Regions from separate parts of the Zea mays genome. Here regions 1 and 2 are each linked to region 3. A link is a contact called in public Hi-C data. All regions are on one chromosome and are shown on one strand. The core of a region is the stretch at or near the end of the contact, and the rest is flanking DNA. Distances in the headings are between cores, read along the strand shown. Region 1 holds the start of LOC100280346 (Ankyrin repeat family protein). Region 2 holds the start of LOC103647308 (histone-lysine N-methyltransferase family member SUVH2). Region 3 holds the start of LOC100037784 (Pti1-like kinase-like).

Region 1 (4,077 bases), core at 351-2,850, 230 kb after region 3:
CCCTTGGCTCAAAGCAACTATGTCGAGGGCCAGCAAATGAGTCCGACTGGTCTTCTCCACCGGCATCCGGAGAATCCATTTTTAGCGCAGCCTCCAGCTGTTTCTTCTCCTCCTCTGTCAGAACATCGTCAAACCCCTCGCTCTCTGTATCATTGTCGTTGCTAGATGAGAAGAATTCCTCATCCGTCATCGCTCCCGGGACCCTCCTTGACTTGACACTGACCAGCACATGATTCATGTCATACACCTTGGCCTTCCACGGGCCAACGGCCTCTGTCCGTTCCTGCCGCCGCCATGTGAGCTGTGGGAGCAGCACCGCTTGGGTGACGTCGATCCCCGGACGGAAGATGTTGGTCTGTGACATTGCAGCGACCTCCTGCTGGACCTCTGCCTCCGAGGCCGGGGCGCCTGCCCCCTCGAGCGCGTTCATAATCTCCTTGTCCTTGTGGTTGATCATGCACAGTGAACCAGGCGGCACCTTTCCATCCTCCGACCCTTCCCCGAGGAAGAGTATGGTCTGGTCGGAGCGTTGGATCTTGAAGCCATCGAAACCGGCGAGGGTCATGTCGGCGCGGAGGTTGGCGCCGCGCTTCCATACCCTGTAGGTGTCGGAGGGGGCGACGCGGGAAATGAATGGGATGACAGAGCTCTCGAAGTGGAAGGTGATCTCCATGTAGAAGTCCCGCATCCGGCGCATGGCGGCGACGACGCGGGGCAGGCGGCGGCACCACTTGGCCCAGGCGAGGGGCTGGTAGTGGCGCACGATGACGCGCGCCAGAGCCTCCTCGCGCGCGCAGATGGCCTCCTGCAGTGCGCTCCAGCCCTGCTCGTTCTGCAGGCTCCAGTCGGCGCCGGCCGCCATGAGCATCTCGGTCGCCGTGGCGTCACAAAGGCGCACGGCGAGGTGGAGCGGCGTCTCCCGCCCTGGCACGTCGCGGCGGTCGATGACCGCCGAGACGGCCTCGGCGCGGGCCTCCTCGGCGACGGAGTCCGCCTCCGTCCGGATCTCCTCGGGCCGGCGGGCCGGCGGGAGCGCTTCCAGCACGCGGCGCAGCGCGACGTGGTCCCGCGCCGCCACGGCGTGGTGCGCCGGGCTGTGCGCGTGCCTGGCAACGTCGACGCCGGCCATCGCGGGCGTCCGTCCGCGCCCCGGCGAGCCTCCCTTCGTCGCCACACACCCCACCACGCCACAGGAAGCTGAGGGAATCGGAGAGAGAAAACAGCGCCTCTGCTCCTCGCTCTTATCTGCGGCAGCTAAGAATTGAGCGGAAAGGATGGCGGCGGAAATCAATCGCCCAGTGATACTCGAAAAAGAAGAGCTTCCTTTCTTGCCTACCAGTCGCCCCCAATCTTGGAGTCTGTCCCTGCTTCCTTGCCTTGCCTCTTTGTGTTCTCTGGCCCTCTCTCTCCTCCCTCGGTTTGGCTCTGTTGTATTACTCCCACTCCCACCCTCATCTGCCCATCTCTCTCCAAACCCAGGCTAGAGTAGACTGGGCAGCGTCTCCCGCCCTCCCGTCACGATGGGCTTGCCCAGGAACAGGGGAAAGTATTGGAATCTAGAGAGGGAAAGCGAGAGAGACACCAGAAGGCAGAAGCAGCCTTGCAACGGGGCGATGTGATGAGAGATTGAAAAGTGCGCAATACGCGGATTTGGAAGAGGGAAGAACTTTTGTTTTCTTCTCCACTTCTCCCCCTCTTGTTTCTCTCTCTCTCTATAAATTTCTTGGGGTCATTTGTACAAAAAGGGAGGAGTGGAGTCGTGGAGAACCGTTTCGGTATGCGATTCTGCCCGTCTCTACAAAATAAAATCACGCCGCTAATTGATCGCTAATCAATTGGCGTTTTTTTATTGTTTTGGATTTTATGTTATCATACGTCACGCGTGTCCCCACCCCTGAAATCCGCTGCAGCAGAGAGAAATAGGGGTGAAGTCCATCCACAGACCACAGTGTTGCTTCATCTGTGGTACCTACACTGCTACACGTGTGAAAGGTGAGAGGTTACGTTTCCATCAGTGTGATAGTTAATTTGTTTCAATAATTAGGAAATTAGATAACTTCTCGGTAAATTGCTCTAAGATTCCTTTGAGATAAGACATCAAGTGTATTAGTGTAGACTCTTTTCTATATCCATGACGTAAATCGTCATACTAGATTTGAAGCACAAGCTTATCTTTTCGGTGGTGCTAATCTTCATATCATGGAGAAAACGATAACAATGAACGCACACGCTCATAAACGTTATGCCTGGCTTAAGATTGTAAAATATATTGTTGAAGAAAATGACAATAATTTATGCACACGTTAGTTCATGTCTAGCATAAGTTGTTGACATGCTGTATACAATTTTTTAGAGTTACCGACAAAGAATTAATGAAAACATGTGCATTCAATACTCTACTTCATCAATTGGTTTGTGTTTCTAAAATTGAACGGTCGAAAAAACTTTATTATTTGTATTCTACTTCAAAATTTACATATCTTTGTTTCCTAGAGATGTAAAGAGTGGTAACTCATTGATAACTATTGTGCCAAAGGTTTAGAATTTCTCTAAGATTTGAAAGTCATAATCCATCAAGTGTGCTACTATAAAACCATACTTCATAACCATGAGCAATGCTTAAATTGTCGTGTTTTCAAAGGTGGCTATCCACGTGACATAAAAGAAAACAACAATTATTTGCGCACACATTCATAACTGCTATGTCTAGCTTGAGTTGTTGTATACAACTTTGTTGAGAAAATGACAACGATGTGTACAGATGTTCATAACCATTATGTCTAGCGTGAGTTGCTGAGTTGTTGTACATAGTTTCTTGGAGTTATTGACAAAGAAATAATGAAATGATGTATACTCCATACATTGCTTGTTTTATATGTAGTAGCGTTGTTAATTGGTCTCTATTGAACATATGAAGATCAAAAAAAACTTAGGTCCATATGTTTTGGTGGTTCCATATGAACCTATTTATTTATTTGCTTGTGTTCCTTAAAGAAGTAAAGAGTGATAATTCATTTTATAAGTATAGTTTCAGAGGTTCAAAATCCCTCTAATATTTGTGAGTTATAATTCATCAGTGTGTTATTTGTAAACTCTACATGATAACAATGAGAAATGCTTAAATTGTCATGCCAGTTCTGAAGGATAGCCTCTTCCACAGTGCTTGTTCACATGGCATAAAGAAAACAACAATTATCTATGCGCATGTTCATAATCATTATGTGTAGCTTGAGATGTTTTATCATTTTTTGGAGAAAACGACAAAAAAAATTTATGCATACACTCATAACAGTTATGTTCACCGTGAGTTGTTGATGAGCTATTGTACATGGTTTTTAAATTATCGACAAATAAATAATGAAAATATGTGTATTTCACACACTGCTTGTTTTATACGTTGTAACATCATCATTAAAAATGTAGAACTAAAAGGATTTGCCCCCTATGTTTTGGTTGGTTCCCTATAAATTTTGCAATGGTTTCTAATTTATATGTCTTTGTTCCCTAAAGAAGTAAAGAGTGCTAACTCAATTGATAAGTATGATGTCAAAGGTTCAAAAGTCCTCTAAGATTTATGATTCTTAAGACATCAATTTTATTACTGTAAACTCAGTCCATAACCATGAATAATGCTTAAATTATCATGCTAGTTTTGAAGTACAAACTTGCCTCTTCAATGATAACACTGATATGCCCGCTTTGAGTTGTTGTATACAAGTTTTTTAGAAATTGTCAATGATTTGTATATACCTTCATAATCATTAGGTTGTGTCCAACAGATCGTGTATATAGTCGTGTAAAACACTATTTACACTGTAGACAACACTATTTATAGAGTGGAGTTTGAAATAGAAGGTGAGATAGGGGATGAGATAAGAGCTGCCGAGAGATAGCCTTATGGCTACCTTGAGACATTGTATACATTTTGTTTGGAATTATCAATAGAGAAATGTTGAAAAGACGAGTACTCCATGTGTTCTTTGTTTTAAATATGGTCACATCATCAAATGGCTTTTGTTTTTAAATTTTGAAGAGCTAAAAACCTTTGGCCCTCGTTTTTGTTGGTTCCCTATAAAC
Region 2 (3,936 bases), core at 630-3,129, 190 kb after region 3:
GTTTGGTAGTGTAGCTCGTGTACTCGGCAGAAACCTTCGGCAAATGGCTCCACAGCTTGGCTTCGGAGAGCCCAAATATAAACACTAAGCCTACCAATAACGTTAGGAGTTAGTTGGTGAAAATAGATCCCAAATTTTTTCAGCACATCAGCAATCATCCTATTCAAAGGAAATCTCAAACCAGCTTTGAGAAAACTCTTAAAAATCACTATTTCATCTTTTTGTGGCTTCGGGGTAATCTCTTCTCCACCAAAGCGAATCATCTTTTTCTCATCTTCTCTGAAGTAGCCCGACTTCACCATCTTCGGGAAATCAGCCTTCGAGATAGTCGACTTCCCGAAGTCCAGATGACTAGGCTTGCTCGGTACTACGATATTGTAATCATCGTCAGTACCAGCCTCCTCAATATCTGCTTGTTCTGCTTCAGCAGCAGGGGTGTCTTCTGATGTCATCAATCCAGATCGCTTCATTGCTTCAGAGATAGGAACAGTTTCCGCACCTTCGGCTTCGTCCCCTCGCGCTCAACTCTAGCAGTAGAGCGCACTCTGGCCATTTAATTTTGAATTTCTTGAAAAATTTCTTAGAAAATAATAACCTTCTCTTCCGAAGCTATTCTTCTGACGAAGCAAACACCAAATTGGAGCTTCGTTTGAATGCGAAAATCAAGCTTCGGCTATGGTTAAAAATTTTGGCAGCAAAACAGTGCAATAGCAATGAATGCTGTGGTAACTTCACACCTACTCGTCTGTTTATATAGTGCTGCAGGTAAGAAGGTGAATCGTCAGGATTTTTACACCAGGCAAACAGTTGCTCGCACCCGCTGAATGGTGGGCCGCAAAAATCAGAACAGTGAACCTGCATGGTGGGACCGCTACACGCTCGAAAGATGTATCGTTTCTCGACAACGAGCTCAGGAAAGGTGTTTTTTGGACCTTCGGCTTCCTGAAGCCTAAGAGACTTTTTTCACGGATCAAGCTCGTTACGAAAAACGATCTAGCACCGCGAAGGGGCTACTGTTGGGACCATGCTTCGTCGCCGAAGGTCCTGCAAAAAGAAACAGTTTCAACTGAAGCTGCTTGAACATGATGCCGAAGACACCGTTCACGAAGCTTCAGAGCTACAACATATACGAAGACGAAGGGTTGAACCGACTTAAAGATAAAATGACCTTTTAGCCTTCAAAGGTCTGAGTCATTGTTGTAAACTTTTATGAGGGGCATAATTGTAATTCCTCATGGGCTGTGTCCTGTGCCTATAAATAGTGAACAATATTCCTTTACTGTTCACGCATTCCTGTAATTGCTAACGCATCACTCGGGAATTATTGTTTGTCAAGGCAAAGGTATAAATGTACCTAATTGTTGTATTCAAATATCTTAAATTCATATAATAAGATATGTGAATGATGTCATTTATTTTCAATGTATTTACCTTTAGTGTCCCATGTTTTATTTTACTTTGTATTATCCTTATAAGTTTAATTACGAAGATGAAACCTTCGTAATATTATGTTCGTGACCTTCGTCCGAAGTTCATTAAATCCTTGTGGAGATAATGTTTCGGCGGACGAATAATATTAATATTTAACATTTTATGTTGTCTTGTTCTTAATTCATAGCATTCAAGAACAAGTCCCCAACAATCCGTCTTCTAAATTCTAGGCCCGGCACTGTCTCAAGTAGAGGTTTTTGTGTGGATTCTATTCGTACTTTTAGTCGCCTCAGCGGAAAGAAACAAATCTATATATTTTATGTAGTAGAGAAGAAGAAAAATAGAAGAGAAGATTTTTTGGTTGTCCTTATCTATTTGTTAGGCGAGAAGTAAGAGAAAATAATGTACCTACGTGTTTTGTTCGTGAAGTATGGATACCAAGTACCAACGGTAGAAAATTATTTATAGGAGTGAGATTCCGTTGGAGCTCGTCTGGAGGACGCTCTATTTTGGGGAGATTTTGCAACCTCTCCCTGACTGCGCCATTTTTTTTTCTCGCCTCCACCAACGTCAGCTCTCCAGTCACCAGTTGGACAAGCGGGACGGGACAACATCCTCACCAGCCGCAATCCTCCACTCCTCCCCGCAGCCCTCGACCCTCGTCAGCCTCTCCAGTTCACCTCGCCGTCTCCGTCATGCCCCGCGAGGGTTTGGGGAATTTTGGAGCGGAGGAGGAGGCGAGGGATGGTGGACAGGAAGGTTTGGTTACGGAAATGGATGTGGAGGAATCCTCGCCGTCTTCGTCGCCGATGTCGTCTCCGGCCGGGTCGTCAGATTCCATAGACCTCAACTTCCTGCCGTTTCTCAAGAGGGAGCCCAAATCGGAGCCGTCGTCACCAGAGCTCGGGCCCCTGCCGCTGCCTGTCTCCCTCACCCAGACGCCGCCGCAGCAGCATGCAGCGGCGGCGGCTCCAGCAACTGAGGCCTCGGTGCCTCCGCCTCCGGCGACTCCTGACCTCTCGTCCGCGTCGATGATGACCCCGCTGCAGTCGCTGCCGCCTAACCCAGACGAGGACTCGCTCCTTCGGGAGTACTACCGCCTTGCGAGACTATATCTCTCGTCTGCGGGGTCCGGGGCGATCGTCCCGACACCGGCACCGGAGGCGGCCGCACCGGCGGTGGTACAGTCCGGGGCCGGGTCCGTCGTGAAAAAGCGCCGGCCGCGGTCATCGGAGCTCGTGCGGGTCTCCTCGCTCGGTGTGCAGGATCAGATCTACTTCCGCGACCTCGTGCGCCGGGCGCGCATCACTTTCGAGTGCCTCCGCGGGCTGCTACTCAGGGACGACGAGCGTGCTGAGTCCCTCGGCCTCGCTGGTGCCGCCGGGTTTGGCGTTGCCAGGGACCGGCGCCGCGCCCGCGCAGACATGCGTGCCGCAGCGCTCATGGCAGACCACGACCTCTGGCTCAATCGCGACCGCCGCATCGTGGGGCCGATGCCTGGGATCTCGGTTGGTGACGCTTTCTTCTTCCGCATGGAGCTCTGCGTGCTTGGCCTCCATGGCCAGGTACAGGCAGGAATTGATTATGTCAGTGCAGGGAGGTCGGCCTCTGGGGAGCCTATAGCCACATCTATAATTGTATCTGGTGGGTATGAGGATGATGACGATCATGGCGACGTACTTGTGTACACTGGGCATGGCGGCCGGGATCCCAACCTCCACAAGCATTGCGTCGATCAGAAGCTGGAGGGTGGCAATCTTGCCCTCGAGCGCAGCATGGCTTATGGTATTGAGATTCGTGTAATCCGTGCCGTCAAATCAAGACGAAGCCCTATTGGTAAGGTATACTTCTATGATGGCCTCTACAAAGTTGTTGACTACTGGCTCGACCGTGGGAAATCTGGGTTTGGTGTTTATAAGTATAAAATGCTGCGCATTGAGGGCCAAGAACCCATGGGTACTGTGAATTATCGAGCAGCTGAACAACTTAAGGTGGATGTGTTTGCTGTAAGGCCAACAGGTTATTTCAGCTTTGATATCTCCATGGGCCGAGAGACCTTGCCAGTTGCACTCTATAATGATGTTGACGATGATCAGGACCCACTCTTATTTGAGTATCTAACACGGCCAATTTTTCCTACCTCTGCTGTCCAGGGGAAATTTGCTGAGGGTGGTGGTGGTGGTGGTTGTGATTGTGCTGAGATTTGCTCAATTGGATGTAACTGTGCAGGAAGGAATGGTGGCGAGTTTGCATATAATAAGACTGGAACCCTGCTACGAGGCAAGCCACTAGTATATGAGTGTGGGCCATATTGCAGGTGCCCACCTAGTTGTCCTAACAGGGTTAGTCAGAAGGGGCTTCAACATAGGCTTGAGGTATTCCGGTCAAGGGAGACTGGGTGGGGAGTTCGTTCTTTGGATCTCATTAAGGCTGGCACATTCATTTGTGAGTTCAGTGGGATTGTCCTTACTCACCAGCAGTCAGAGGTCATGGCAGCGAATGGTG
Region 3 (3,838 bases), core at 985-3,484:
TATCTGGTGCTTGGTTCAAAAGATTAAAGTCTGCAATTTTTGCCTTGAAATCCTCAAACAGCAGTACATTGCTTGATCTGATGTCCCGATGGATGATTGAAGGCTGAACCTTTTCATGCAGATATTCTATACCTTTTGCAGCCTCAATAGCAATTTTGACCCTCTGCATCCAGTCAAGTACAGGTCCAGGCTGCGCACCTTGAACGCCTTTTCTTCCTGTTGTATACAGGAATATGATGCAGGTCAATTACAGATGAGCATGACATCCTAAAGAATATAATGTGTGCACATGTGACATGAAAAGGGTACTGGATGTTTAACGTCTTACCATGTAAAACATCATGAAGCGAACCCATGGTTGCAAATTCATATGCGAGTATACGGTAATTCCCATCGACACAGTAACCCAACATCTCAACAAGATTTTCATGTTTTAGCTTTGATGCCAGTGAGACCTGCAACACAGAGAACATATCTATTTTTTCATGTTTTCCCCATCCAACATTATTAACTATGTATGAGGAATATGAACACAAATCAAGAAGCTTCTAGTTGTCCGTGCCCACCTGTTTGAGAAACTCATCATTAGGCTCATTTTCAGATGCATCAAGTTTTTTAACTGCTGCTTGTCTCCCATCGTCCAAAGTGGCATGATATACTCGTCCATAAGAACCTTCACCAATCAGAGCACTTGATCCAAAATCATCAGTCTTTAGTTTCAAATCATCCAAAGACAATTCAGGGACATCAATTGTAGGAGGGGAGAACTCTGGCTCAGGTTGACTACCAGGAGGCTTTGAAGACTTCTGCTTGGCTGAAAAGGTAAAAATTAAATCAGTGAAGACTCAAGGTATAAATGATGTAACTAAAAGATGATACACAAGGACTTAATACATGGGTCTAAAATTAATCATTCTAACAGATTCTAGCAGAAAAGCTTGGAAACTGAACAGAGAGAACAAAGGTGGTGTACATGTGATAAGACAAATAACACCTTGGAAAAAATACAAGATACAAAAAAACATGTAGTATGAGCATTGTGTGACTTGGGACACTTAAAAAGAGAAGATTGGTCAATACTAAGCATATATGACATAGTAGTATGGTGTTCTGTCGCACCCTAAAATTTTCAATTTTGGGTTGAGAATAGAAGACACTAAACAAAATAATATATTCGTATAAAACTTTCCAAGATTAGTTTAAGTTTGCACAAGTTTAGTTATAAAAAATTGTGCTTTTTCAAAAAAATTCTAAATTAATTTAATGGGATTTTAGTAATGTGATGTTTGCTTGTTGGTTGACTCTTAGAAACCGGGAATGTGGAACTTGTCCACGTTCAAACGTTCGTTCCGTTCCGGAAACGCGAGAACAATCTCGTTCCCGTAGTGTATATGCAGACTTCCTAGGCACATATATGGCGAGCCTGATTTTGTTTTTAAGATCGGGTGCCACATGTTTGAAGACTTCTTTGTCTATACCTTCCAGCACAGTGAATTAGGACAAAAAAAGAACAGGGGGGAGGCTGTGCAACCTAAATGCAACAAGTAGAAATAGGGTTCCGACACAATTTTGTCTGTATAGGCAGATGTGTATATTTGATACTACAAACACTATTACGAGATCTTTGCACCTGATGGCTTATGCCTAAGCAATTTATATAAAAAATAACATTATGGTCTCTTTGAATCTGCTATCTACATGTTTGACTAAAATGTATCCTTGTATTCTACAGCCTAAAATTATACTAAGAAACTCTATGATGGTACCATTGAATTTTCTCTGCATTAATTTGCTATGAGAAACACTATGATAGTTGACTTATATATTAAGTTGCTAGCTAGTCGACCAAGTCATATCTGAAATTCTTGATCTACCTTATATGTATGTTTGAACCCAGCAATAATCCAATTTCATATTAAAGATTATGAAAACTTTCTGTGAATGGCCAGAAAACTGCTTCCAGCTATTCTTCAGAGTTCAGACTGAATACAACTGAATATTCCTAATTCCCGGTTTCTCATGAAACGTCAAGAGAGAAATAGAGAACAAAAGGTTGGTTCCTACGTAGCCTTCAACTGGCCCAGTCATAACAGAATTCACAAGACCAAACAAAGACAAGCATTGAAAGCAAGCAACATACAGTCGGTCTTATTGCTCTGAGCTTTGGCCTGTTCCTTGGCGTGGTCATCTTCCTCGACGTCATAGTGGCAGTTACAACATAACCACCGCCTCATATCACCGTTCCGTCACCTGTCCTCCCTTTGGTACATGCAACAAAAAGACAAAACACAGTTAGCATAGATGAAAACTGTAGAATTATGAAGTGGTTGATGTATTGATAGGAGATGGGGTACAATATATAGACTCACAACCCTAACCCTAATGGGCCGGCAACCCAACAGTGGTGCCAGCCCACACACACAGTCTAACATCCCCCGCAGTCGCAACGGGGGCACTACACACGATGAGACTGGAGTAGAGGCCGAAGGTAGGAGCCGACGGGTTGAAATCCCCCCGCAGTCGCAGCGTCGTGATGGTGCGAATGTTGCGGCTAGAGTCCCTGGATGCCGAGTTAGCCGAAGTCGAGGTGGCTGTGGTCGGGAGACACGCAGCAGGAGCCTGTTCTTCGGGAGGGGTCGACGTTTGAGCGTCAACGATCGGTAGGGCGACACAACAAAAGAGCATCGACAAGCCGACCTTCCTGTTTCTTCGATCGTCCGGACGTCAAGGAGCCCCGCCAGGGAGGCCGACGGCAGCGCACGCGTCTGCGCCGCTCATGGTGTCCGCGCCCGCGACAGAATAGAAGGGGAACGACGGATCCGACCGGGAAGGCGACGACAACGACGGATCCGGCCAAAGGGACGGTGGATCGAGCCAAGAAGGCTGCAGCAACGTGGAATCCGGCCGGGAAGGTCGCGACAGCGACGGATCCAACGAAGGGGATGAAGGGGAGGGCAACGGGGCGGTTCCAGCCGAGCAGGGGCCTGCGACGGATCCAACGAAGGAGATGAAGGGGAGGGCAACGGGGCGGTTCCAGCGCCGGTCCTGGCAGGAAAGGTTGACGGCGGCGATGGGAGAGGCGCGAAGAGAGAGGCGCTGCTAGGTGGCTCAGGCGAGGGCAAGGGGCACGTTGATGGCGCCACCGATCCTAGAACTGGCCAGCTAAGGGGGAGATGAAAGAGAGCCATGGCCAGGAAGGTGGCGGCGTAGGCCTAGACGAGGTAGAGGCGCTCAGCGGCAGCGCTTCTGCGGCCGAGGGGTGGGAGGGGGGAATGGTTGATGTAGAATTCTGCGCTTCTGCTGCCGAGGGGTGGGCTGGTGGCGGCTGAAAGGGGTGGGAGGAAGAAACCCTCCTCTGATACCATGTAGAATTATGAAATGGTTCATGTATTGATAGGAGATGAGGTACAATATATAGACTCACAACTCTAACCCTAATAGGTCGACAGCCAACAGTAGTGTCGGCCCACACACAGAAAGAAACAGAAAGAAGGCATTCCTCATACGCAACCAGCATGGCTACATGAAATCAATCTTTTCAATAGGTACCCGTGTACAACCCCCGTCCGTACTATCAACATAAATTTAATAAGTCGGTGAACGCTAGACCTATTTGATATGTGAGCTAAAGAGTTTGTTCACTTCACATAAATAGCGAGGCCGATAGCACTGCAGTCTGAGAATAACTTCAACAGAGCCGGTACCTCGTTCGAGAGGGTTTGCGGTTATCCATTTCAGGTAGTACTCACTATCAGGTGAATGAACGAGTGATTGCAGCAATGCGGGTCGCTTTCAGCCAGCCTTTTCCAGAAGCGCGTGGAGAGCAGTACATTCTGTA

What was found. Hi-C and Micro-C count contacts between places; a contact is called where the count stands out from the background.
Region 1: a contact with region 3 is called in a Hi-C map of tassel, with 2.0 times the contacts expected there. The contact joins the promoter of LOC100280346 here to the promoter of LOC100037784 in region 3. A contact is called at or near these places in 2 of 25 Hi-C or Micro-C datasets (ear and tassel).
Region 2: a Hi-C map of root tip shows a contact between it and region 3, with 2.8 times the contacts expected there. The contact joins the promoter of LOC103647308 here to the promoter of LOC100037784 in region 3. A contact is called at or near these places in 5 of 25 Hi-C or Micro-C datasets (ear, leaf and root tip).

Annotation. Positions count from the first base shown.
Region 1 is chr2:174,019,954-174,024,030 of Zm-B73-REFERENCE-NAM-5.0, reverse strand. It overlaps LOC100280346 (Ankyrin repeat family protein), which reads right to left and starts at 1,600. Exons shown (of 3, transcript NM_001153272.1): 1 at 1,337-1,600; 2 at 1-1,245. The coding sequence starts at 1,129.
Region 2 is chr2:174,056,627-174,060,562 of Zm-B73-REFERENCE-NAM-5.0, reverse strand. It overlaps LOC103647308 (histone-lysine N-methyltransferase family member SUVH2), which reads left to right and starts at 1,879. Exons shown (of 2, transcript XM_008671853.4): 1 at 1,879-3,936. The coding sequence starts at 2,127.
Region 3 is chr2:174,249,809-174,253,646 of Zm-B73-REFERENCE-NAM-5.0, reverse strand. LOC100037784 (Pti1-like kinase-like) reads right to left here and starts at 2,234. Exons shown (of 7, transcript NM_001112488.1): 1 at 2,141-2,234; 2 at 567-814; 3 at 329-455; 4 at 1-216. The coding sequence starts at 2,234.